Regions from separate parts of the Mus musculus genome. Here region 1 is linked to region 2. Evidence: chromatin contacts called from public Hi-C data. All regions are on one chromosome and are shown on one strand. The core of a region is the stretch at or near the end of the contact, and the rest is flanking DNA. Distances in the headings are between cores, read along the strand shown.

Region 1 (5,969 bases), core at 2,405-4,904, 250 kb after region 2:
CCGCTGCTCTGGATAAATCATCCCATTGTGCTCCTTTCTTTCCCCCTAACTGCCGTTATTAGTGGTTACAGAAGAGTAATGAACAAACTCTTGTCAAAGAAGAAAGAACAAGAGCTAAATGAAGGATCTTGAGGTCGGAGAATATATATATATGTCAGAGGCAGGCCCAACTGAGAAAGCACGAAGCTCATCTTCTGTAGCAGCTCCGAAAGGAAACAAGAAGCCAGCGTTTGCTGGAGTCCTTGCCGGGTCGGTGCTGTGCTCAGCACTCCACAGTTCCCTCTTCGTGTGGTTCTGAAGACTGCATGGCAGGGCTATGCAGTGTTCAAACCAACACTTCCTGCCCTGCCTCCATAGATAGGATATAGCATGTGTGTTTTTCTAAGAGACCTCCAAAGTCCCCACAAGGGACTCTAATCCTCCATGAGTTTATGCAGTTTAATTAACATGGCAACTATTTTGTCCATGTTATACATAAAAAGGCTGAGACCAAGATGCCAACAGTAGTGGGCAACAGTCTGTCTCTAGAAGGTCTCCTATGATGGACACCCACACTCACTTTTTGTGACACATTATCCAGTTCTGCTTATACTTCTGTGAGCTTCCCATCGCTTTCTCTCCTGTGAGGTAGCATTGTTGTTGTCCTTAGCTCTAGGATTAGTCCTCTTTCCCACCTTGCTCACTGGCAGCCCACAGTTTGGGGTGTCTCCCAACTTTTCCTGTACTATCCAGTCTCTCTGACTTGTCCCTTTGGCTGCTTCCATGTTGTTCTTTGAACCTTCACCAGGGGTCCTGTCCCTCTTCCTTGAGCATCTCTGGGAAACTGACATATTAGTTGCATATCTTGCATAGCAGTTCCATTTCTGCCTCTGAAAATGAGAGAGGTAATGATGCCTGCTTCAGTTGTGATGATTAAATTAGTTACTACATGAAAGCACTTAGAATAGTGTCTGCTGCACAGAGAGGAATTCTAAGTATCAACTGGAAGTACCACTGTCCTGCCCAGCCTTCTGCCAGGCCAAGAAGGCACAAGGCTGTGTTGTTACTGCTTGGCCCATTGGTTCCTTTGTAGTCTACATTGAATAGTTTATGTGATTTGTTTGAGTGGTGTGTGTGTGTGTGTGTGTGTGTGTGTGTGTGTGTGTACTTGACAAAACCAGAAATAACAGTGCCAACTAACTGTGGCCCTACCTAACATATATATGTTACTGCTTTTACTTAAAGGGTCTCACAGAACACATGCTGCAACATGTAGGGAAACATGCCCATGTAAGATCAGTTATACCATCTGTATCTACTAGCTACACAGTCTTCCAAGGTAACCCAGGACAGAGAACAAGCAGGAAAGGAAATAAACAGGCCAGGTTTCAGAATGACAAATCCACTGTGCTTACAGGAGTGGCTAGTATCCTTTTTTGTTATAACAGTGCAAGTGTATAGCATTGGAAGTCACCTCCTGAAACCATTCTTTTTTTTTTTTTTTTTTTTTTTTGCTCATAAAGTCACTTGTTCAAAGCCCAGCAGCAGAGAGAGCAGAGGCAGAGTCTCGAACCGGCCCAGCTGAGCCTGGCTCAATCCTCCGTCCTTTAGGGTAGCCAGGAGTGAGTCCTGAAACCATTCTTGAGGAATTTATCCATCTACCCATCAAGCATTTATCGTTCATCTATTCCACGGAGATTGTTGAATGGCTCCTGTGTGTCAGGCACTGTGGTAAAGACAGGAGGCTTACAAGTCAGCCCACGTTCCTTCTTAAAGCCAGGTCTCCTTCCATGGTAAGACCACCAACAGACAGGTAAACAAACACAGTGGTACAGAGGTCTCTCCCAAAGGTAACAACTATGCCAGGATCTTAATTAGGACAAGAAATCAACCAGAGACAGATTGTGCCTGAATAAGAATGGCTAAGAAAAAGACCTGAGACTGGAAATAACTGTTGGATGGAGGGGGAAGAGAGGGAAGACAGGATTGTAGTCTGTAACATGGCAGAACAGAGACTATGGTGAAGGAGTTCAGAAATTGTGAACTCCATTGTATGCACAGTCCCTGGGTTTGAGGAAGGGTTGGGAGTTACATCAACTGTGATAGAAACGGATTCAATCTTCATTCACTTACTGATTGTGCGTGATGAATATAAGAGGTGAGAGTGGAGACCACAGCTCAGGCCAAAGGAAGGCTATACACAGACAGAGGCAGGCAGACCAGAATAGGGTCTAGACAGAATCAACACTTCCTTGTGAATGAAATGGAGGGTAATGCTATAGCAGGCATGTGCGATGTCCCCAAGGGGCCTGTGTTTCCCCAGAGTGGTGCTCTTGGGAGGTGGTGGTGCCCACCACTGAAAGTGTTCCCTCAAAGGGAACTGTGGAACTGTACACTCCTCTCCACTTACCATTTTCATCCTGGCCATGATGGGGGTGGTTTATCTCTGTCACACAATTTGTCTACAGTGGGCCATTTGGGACCAACAAATCATAGACAGGAACCTCAAAGCTTGTGCGTTAAAATGAACCTTGTATTTATCTAGATAGTTTTCGTGAGACAATGTCTCAGTTTGTAGTTCAGCTGACATTACGTTTGTAACCCTCTTGAATGCTAGCTAGGGTCATAGGCACGTGCCATGATGCCCATCTCTGCCCTTTCTAAGTTGGTCTTTCTCAAACTCTAGTTACCATAACAGCAGGAACTAACTCATACATACCTGTTTACCTGCAGATTTGGGTTCTAGACATGTGTTGGCAACTGTGTAGAAACCAGAAGATGAGCAAAAACCAAGCTTGGGAAATGAGCTGGATGGCTTTATGTCAACTTAACACAAGCTAAAATCATCTGAGAGGAGAGTGCCCCAGTTAAGAAAATGCTTCCATGAGATTGGGTTGTAGGCAGGCCTGTAAGGCATTTTCTTAATTAGTGATTGATGTGGGAGGGCACAGCCCCTTGGGGGTGGTGCCATCTGTAGACTAGTGGTCCTGGGTTCTATAAGAAAGTAGGCTGATCAAGCCACAAGGAGCAAGCCAGTAAGCAGCAGCTCTCCATGGCCTCTGCATCATCTCCTGCCTTCCTACCCTGTATGAGTTCCTGTGCTGATTTGTCCCCAGCTTGCTTTTGGTTGTGGTGTTTCAACACAGCGGTGGTTAACACCATTGCTAAGACAGGAAGGTGATATTCAACATGACCTCAGGAGATGAGCATCCCCCTAATGTTGCCACAGAGAAGTCAGAGGATAAATGGACAGATTCTGTTCTGAGAATGACAGAAAGCTTTCTTTGGCTATCCCCAGTGGCTGGTGCTGGCTTCTGTTCTATGAATGGCATCATGACTGGAAATGGCACATTCTCTGTAAAAATGCTCAATATGGTTCCCTTGTTGTGACACTCCCCTTACAGTGGCTGGAGTTAGTCATCTCCAGTTTTCTCTAACCTCACTTGCTCTAGCTCAGGGGCTTGGCGGGGGGAGGGGAGGGCAGTTCAAGGGCCTCTTGGTGCCAGGCTAGTAGTAGACACCCAGGGCATTTTGGAGGTCGCCAGATTCATACTGTGAAAAGCAAATCTAAGAGGGAAGACCAAGTAGTGAAATGAATTCCCATGTCTGTAAGCTGCCGTCCTGTGGAGAAGGAGGGGAAACCATGTTGCAGGGAGCGGCTGTCAGAGCAGCAGGCTAAGGCTGCTGGCTATTTTTTTCCTTTGCTGTGACATCTCTCCGTGTGTGCTTGCCTCTGATTTGCTCGGATTCTGCCTCTGCCACTCGGCTTGCTCTCAACCTCATCCAATATTTCTTGTTACCATTTGGGGACCATCTGGACCTCAGCAGTAGTCTCCCCAAGAAGACACAGCATCAAGGAAAGTGATGGACTCCGTTGTGTGTCCTGCCCTCTTCCTGAAAAGTGGGCTGAGAGCCTGTCAGCCTGCTGACAGGAGCCAATTTCACATTCCTGTGACTCTGATTCGCTCCCTTTGCAGGGGCCTGAAGCCATGCCAAATCTTGTTAGGAGGTTTTGAAAACTCCTTGAGTTTTGGCTAATGTGGACATAGGATAATAGAATTTTAAAAGGAGAAGAGAGAAAGGAAGAAAGAGTTAGAAAGATTAATTTCAAGCTTTTGAGGACCGTTCACCTTTGGTTTCTAGTCCTCTGAGCTCCTTGGACCCATCCAAGTCCGCTTGTTCTGTCTACAGTCCTTAAGAGCAGCAGGGGCATCCCCCCAGCCTGTTTTCCAGCCACAGGCCACAGGAGGGGTCAGGAAACTCGGTAAGTCCTCCTGTGATGTGGGATCTCCTGGCTCCTAGATGATGTCACTGATTAGCCATGGGTCCCAGAAGTCTGCACAGTCCTTCCCAGAACCCCTCGACCACTGCACAGCCTCAGCTTTCTCAGCATTTCCACCTAGGCCCATCACCACTCTCTCTTGCCATCACGACTGAAATAGCTGCATCACTCCACTGTCTTTTATGGTCACAACATCACCACTATCCAGTCCCTAATGTACCATGACTCAAAGTCTTCATTGCATCCAGCTGCACCCACCTGTGGAGACTGAGCTAGATGCTATGTGTTTAGTGGTACAGGTAGCGGGAGGAAAGTAGTCCTATGTGCTCAAACATGTCACGCCTTTTCACTGGGCACACGTGTACACGGGCACTGGGCTGGGCATCGTCTCATTCGTACCCACAGCTCTGTGTGGATTTTCTGGTTTCTCTTGTTTCTCTGTATGGTCGAAGGGCAAGACCATGTCCATAGATGCTTAGTGGATTGTAGATGTCCTTCCCTTTGCCACTGAAAATCTGCTGTTTGTGCCTAACCACAGAATCATTAGCAGCCTGGAAATGGTTCCATGAACCTTAGCCCCATGTATATTTCTAGACTGGATATGTTTGAGAAAATTTAAGCATGGAAACCTAGAGTCTTTCTTTGTCACACCCAAAAGCAAACTCCATTTTGCCAAATTCCGGCAGTTAGATAAAAAGCTAAAATTCCTTAGGAACTTGTGAAGCAGGGTCCCGTCTACCAAAGGGGAAATCCCTTATCACCGGCAGACAGACAAATTTCTATCTGTGGTGCCTAGTAGCACACCAAAGTGCATGCTGACTTCCATGTTCCCTCAGTATCATGGGTACGTGTCTTTGTTCTCTCTCTCTCTCTCTCTCTCTCTCTCTCTCTCTCTCTCCCTTGTCTCCCTCTCATTCTCCATCTCCCTCTTTCTCCCTCTTCCTCCCCCCACTCCCTCTCTGCTGTACTCCTGCTTCTCTCATGATCAAGTCAGTTCTTCCCTCTCTCTCCTTTCCCCTCCCCCTCCCCCCTCCCCCTCTACCCCCTCCCCTCTCCTCTCTCTCCTCTCTTCTCTTGCTCTGCTTGGGACTCTTTCAGATGCTTTTGACTGTTCTTTCCCTCATTTCTACAATAAAAACCTTCCCCTTAACCATACCATAGAGCTATCATGTCCTCAGTTTCTATATCCTCTAAATTCCAAAATAGGTGTCAAAGGTGGGAAGAAGAATGGAGAAGAGAAAGGATATGGTGGGGCAGAGCCAGAACAGTACTGGGGGAAAGGTCACAGGCAGGAGCCTGCAGTGCCTGTATCTGAAAGGCTGCATCTTCTGCAGCTGACCTTGTTCCCTGGACCAGCACTTCCCACGTGTTCCCATGCCTGACACCTGCTCACCCTCATCACTTTGTCACCTATTCTTTGCTACAGTAAAAATTTGGCTGTGACTGATGTTAGAAAGAGGAAAGATAGATTTGAGTCACAGTTTTTGGAGATGTGTGTTGAGTGGCCAGTGGGCCCCAGGAAGGGACTATCAAAACAAGTACTTAACTTGAGCAGAAGCAGAGAGAATGCTGGTTGAGGCTCACTCCTTTCAATAGTTCTGTTGAGGACTCAAAGGAGCTGGCACTCTGAGATTATGCCCCACAGGCTGCTGTCTGCCCTGCAACCTCTTCACTACTTTCTCCCTGCACACCCATCCTGCAGGTACCC
Region 2 (5,167 bases), core at 2,132-4,631:
GAAGGTGGCCATCTTCATCCATGGAAAGGATCCTTGGGAGGCAGGGCCCCTAACTGTTGGTACTTTGTTTTTGGACTTCCTAGTCCTCAGAAGTGTGACTTGCAGCCACATTCCTAGGGATGGAGATGGGTTCACAGCAATGCATCACCAGGAAATCGTGAATGCAGTGCATGGGCATCATAGGTCGGAGTTGCCCAAGGTAGCACATCCGTGATACAATCTGGGAATGCCAAGACACATGAGGTCTATCCTCAGTCAAGATGTCGTTCACTTGGTCCTCACACCAAATCTTGAGGAGAAAGGTAGCTTCTTTAATAAGTAGAAAAAAGAAAGCTCAGAAACAGAAGCCAAGCTCTAAGGTGCAGGACTAGGTGTTGGTCCTTGTAAGGATTTCTCCTCCCCATCCTTAGACTCACAGAGCAGCCAGACCTTCCCATGGCAGCCTGGACCATGGTCTGAGAATCAGAGATGAGTTGTATGGAACTCAGAAAGGGGAACACAGGTTTTTCCTCTTGCCTGCCTGCCTTCTGCCACCAGGCTTGTACAGGCTGGACCTAGAGGCAGGTGGGTGACTGGACTCCGAGAACCAGCTCCTAGAAGGTGGCTGACAGTGAGGATTGCTGAGTGTGAAGTGTTGGCTCTGAAGGATGACCAGAGGTTAGTGAGCACAGGAAGGGAAGGGCTGCCCTTGGGAGGGACTTGAGTAGGGGAGAGAGGCAGAGCAGGAAGACAGATATGGCCTTGGAGGTGGCTTACCATGGGACAGGGAGGCAGAGAGACTTCGGCTTTTCAATGCATCCTCTTTCTTCCTCTTTGTCCCCTTCTCCAATACAGACCATTAATTGAATGTTTCTTTATAGATCCCAAGACCCACATTACTATTACCTACTTTTGATCCCATACAATGCAGGAGGGGGCGTCTCTTGGTTTTATCGACTGCTTCCACTTCTTTATCTGATTTCACGTAATTAGAAAATAAACAGATAAAATGATACCTTCATTGCTAATGAATGATTCATGCCCTCCCCCACCCCCTTGTCTTTTGTCATAAGAGGAAGCCTAGCAGGTCTGTCTTAAATGAGGATATCTGTAGATGAGAGAAAAATGTGAGCGATTAACTCCAAATTGAGTGGATTGTGAATTCTGAAGAGTCTGAGGGGTCCTCTGTAATAAAGTTTAGATTGGTTCACTTAACGGTTCACCTGGCTCGGGTGGAGCCCACATTCACAGCATATGAATGCTATTGACCTGTTAATTTGAAATGTTCTAATCTGCATAAAAATGGATTGTATTAATTGTTTCACATTAACCAGGTCTGATTGTAATGTCTGATTGAATTAGGCTGAGTTTTTTCTGTCCGCCTCTTCCGCTGTTCCATCCGCTCCACACACACATAACTTCCCCCTCCCTGCCAATCACGAGGACTGGAGGGGCTGCATCGCTCTGATATTGCAGAAACACGCCATGCTTTTACAAATATAAACAGCCATCAGCTCTGTGTGTCTGCACTGCGTGACATGGCTCTCCAGATGGTCCTTGTTTCTGATTACCCCCAGTCACATTTCTCTCCCCAACTGCACTGGTTTACAACCTTTTTCAGAATCTTGATTAATAACGTATACACCTTAAACCAACTCGTGCTTCAAAAAAGCCATGGAATGGAAAAGAAATTGATGCTTTAAAAATGTAGTTCTTAACGATCCTAGCAGCATACAGCCAGATCTGTGGTGGTCTATACCCTGCTAAGTCTTAAGGTTTAAATTCATGGTTGAATTTGATCCTGCTCTGGGAGAGGCTGAATTCTGGGCCCTGGAGATGTGGCTTACGTATATGAAACGCCAGCCACAATGCTAGTCAACACAGAGAGGGAGGCTTTCTGCTGCATAGGGACTCTACTTTAGCTGTGTAGTGGTATCTACAGAGAAGGAGAATGCCTTCCAGAAAGTACTGGTTTTATTTTGTCCCCACCCCCATCATTTCTGGATGCTCAGGCTATGCACTTGTCTCCCATATCTGTCCATGACTCAGATAATCCTAACCTGTGAAGCCTTTCTTCCCTGCATCCATGTGTAAGCCTCTCTGAGTATCTCATCATAGGCCAGAAAGCATTGTATTTATCTTTCTACTTATTTCCGTGAAGTGGGGCAAAGAGTCAGTTATCTATAAGAAGTCAAGGCTTCAGAGAGAAACTTAGGGGGAATCTGGTCCTATTTCTTAGGCCTTGGCTATTCAGCCTGTGATCCAGTGTCACCTGGGAAATGGGGTAGACACAAACAATCTCAGCAGGATCAGAACAGAATGTGAGGGTTAAAAGCCCAAGCAGGGAGGGGCGAGGGGAGGAGGAAAAGAGACACAGAGACACAAGAGACACCTAGACACACGTACACACCTGCAGAGACAGACAGAGACAGACACAGACCCAGACCACAGATGCATACAGAGAGGCAGAAAATAAGTTGGGAAGCACTGGACTAACTAATTTGGCTTTGGAATCACTGGAGGATCTTTATAACCCCTTGGGTTGCCCCTCATAGAGGTGCTAATTCTACTGGTTGGGGGCCCTTTCAAAGCAATCCTGAGGGAGCCTGGTTGAGAGGGCCTCCTGGCAGCTGGCTGAAGTGCCACTATGCCCCTCACACTCATCTTGCTCTATTGTCATTTTCACTTATGTCCCCACTTAAACATTTATGTACTTTTTTTTATCCTGCGACTTTAATAAAACCTCTCTGCATAATCATTCTTGAACGTGAATGGCAATGAGTCGCTGCAGTTGCTTTAACGCCGATTTTGATGATGAAATTGGAACACATTTATGGAAAATCACAATCAATAGTTTGAAGAGCAGAGTCATAGAAATGGCAGAAAAATGATTCAGAAAGTTGTTAGTTGAGTGAGGTAAAAGCTGATGGAATAAATCAGGTGGTTTGCACAGAGATAAGTTAGGCAAGGAGAAGACATAGCTTGATCTCCCTTAATACGAGAGACACTTACAGGTCCCCCTCCCTCTGAGCCCTAGGCTACACAGCTGTGACATTTGTATGGCTACTCTATCACAGTACGATTATCAAATGCATTAATGAAAGTACAGTGTTCATTTAGATCAGGTACTGGACTGCCGTGTCCCCTGTAGGTACTGCACATTGAGGACTTAGTGAGCATCATGGGTAATATAGAAATCACACCATGGGAGGTGGAATGTGTTAGTGTGAATGACTGAAAAAAGAGAGGATGTAGCGAGGACATACATAATTGCTTTTTTTTTTCCCTCAGAATGGTGACCAATGTGTGGAAAGACTGGAGCTGTGCTGTGCTTCGCCACAGGACAGCTCAGAGGCCAGTGGGATTCAGGGAGGCAGGCTTTGGCTGATGTAGGAAAGACTTCGTGCCAGAGAGAGCTGTCCAATAATAGAACCGGCTGCCTGGGGAGATGGGGAGAGCGAGCGAGCTCTCTATCTTTGGAAATGTTCTAGCAGAGCCTGGATAGCCATCTGTTGTGGGTATTGTGGAAAGATTCCTGCATTTGATAGATGAATAGAATTGTGTTGTTGATAATAGTAGTAAATGTGTCTACTATGTGCTCTTTGCAGACACACTGCCGGGTACTTAGTCAGGCAAGTTTGTCTCCCTTGTCACCTTTCACCCAGGAAAGCCATGCTGGGATGGGGGCTGTCACTCCATTTGTGTAGATGAAAAGGATTCAGGGTGAGAGTTTGAACCCTAGGTTTTCTGACTCCAGGGCAATTTGTCCACCAGTTGTGTCTGCTTTTGACAATCTTATCCATTGCAGATTCCACGATGGATTTCATATATATTCGTTTACTGCATTCAAGGTGTCCCGTAGGCAAGCCAGGTAGGTGTAAAAGGCACTGAAGGAGATGAATAGGAAGTTCAGGGAGCTGAGAACAGTGGTCAGGTATCAGAGGGAGACTTGAACATCCTTGGCCATTGGATGAGAGGAACGGAGTTGGGGCTTATTTTTGTGAATGCGGAATATGGCATTGTGAGAAGTTTAGTGAGTTCCTATAAATTGTTTCCTTTTGTATAAGGTAGAGATGGAAACAATTCCTTAAAGGGTTTTGAGATTAAGTGAGATTTCATGCAGAGCATGCTCATAAGTACCTAGGAGCCTTTGATGTAGACAGTGGCCATTGACTTGCTGAGACTCCCAAGGTAGTGATTGTGGAGGCAGGAGACTGTAAACTCTGACTCCTATTTTCGAGGAGGAAGGGGGAAGCTGCTACTGCATATTGGAAGATAGGGCTTTTATTTGTTTGCTTCTTTCTTTGTTTTTGGTGTGTGTGTGTAATGTGTACTGTGTAATACGGAATATGTAGCATGTAGTATCATAAACTGTTTGGTGCATTCACAGTCCTATGTTGATTCACATGTTCCTCTGTGTGTGTGTGTGGTGTGTGTGTGTGTGTGTGTGTGTGTGTGTGTGTGTGTGTGTGTGGTGTGTGTGTGTGTGTGGTGTGTGCACGCACACGTGCGTGTGTAGAAGCCATTGCAGGGTATAGGGAGCCTTCTTCCATTGCTGTGTCCTTGTTCTCTTGATGCAGGGCCGTCCCCTCACTGGTGCTCACTATTTTGCCTAAGTTGATTGGGTAAAGAGCCCTTGAAATCTGCCTGTCTCATGCCCCCAGCTTTTTTTATATGGGTACAAGGGTCTTCCAGTCAGGTCCTTGTGCTTGCAGAACATGTGTTCTTATCCTCTAGGCTGTCTTCCTACTCTCATAAGGTAAGCTTATAGCCTCAGTATAAGGTTCTTTAAATGCCTTATCTTCATGGAAACTGTGTAAGAGCAATGTCGACCCTGGAGTCTTGAAACAGTGCCTGAAGGTATGCATTTGTTCCTGAGCCATATCTGGGTGCCAGTGCCGCCTGGCTGTGTGCCCTCCTGTACCATTCCTTTGTATGCCTCAGTTTGATCAACTGTAAGATGGGAATGCTTGTTTATCTTCCTTAGACCCATTTACGTAATAAGAAGTCGGCTCACTGTTTAAATTCGTATCATTGATAACCATTAGATTCTCTAGCCTAAATTAACACTAGTGCTTTTCCAACTGCTCCTTCAGGATTGATTCTACCTTGTCTATCACACCGAACAGAGTCAGTGTGAAGGAGTTAGGAGGACTGGGCAGGTGGACTCCCTGCCTTTACAGTTCAG

Evidence for each region. A called contact is a pair of places that touch in the nucleus more often than the background predicts.
Region 1: a contact with region 2 is called in a Hi-C map of brain, with 1.7 times the contacts expected there. The contact joins two enhancer-like sites. A contact is called at or near these places in 3 of 484 Hi-C or Micro-C datasets (the N1E-115 cell line, brain and cerebellum).

What each region holds. Positions count from the first base shown.
Region 1 is chr4:104,702,702-104,708,670 of GRCm38.p6, forward strand. The region is part of intron 12 of Dab1 (disabled 1); the gene reads left to right. Among named protein-coding and RNA genes, the nearest start is that of C8b, 61 kb to the right of the region's middle. Within about 2 kb of position 3,655, at least 15 of the 459 cell types and tissues checked have an H3K27ac peak or open chromatin away from gene starts, as enhancers often do. A contact at or near this core is called in brain and cerebellum, where this site is marked.
Region 2 is chr4:104,449,365-104,454,531 of GRCm38.p6, forward strand. The region is part of intron 4 of Dab1 (disabled 1); the gene reads left to right. Among named protein-coding and RNA genes, the nearest start is that of C8b, 310 kb to the right of the region's middle. Within about 2 kb of position 3,382, at least 31 of the 459 cell types and tissues checked have an H3K27ac peak or open chromatin away from gene starts, as enhancers often do. A contact at or near this core is called in brain and cerebellum, where this site is marked.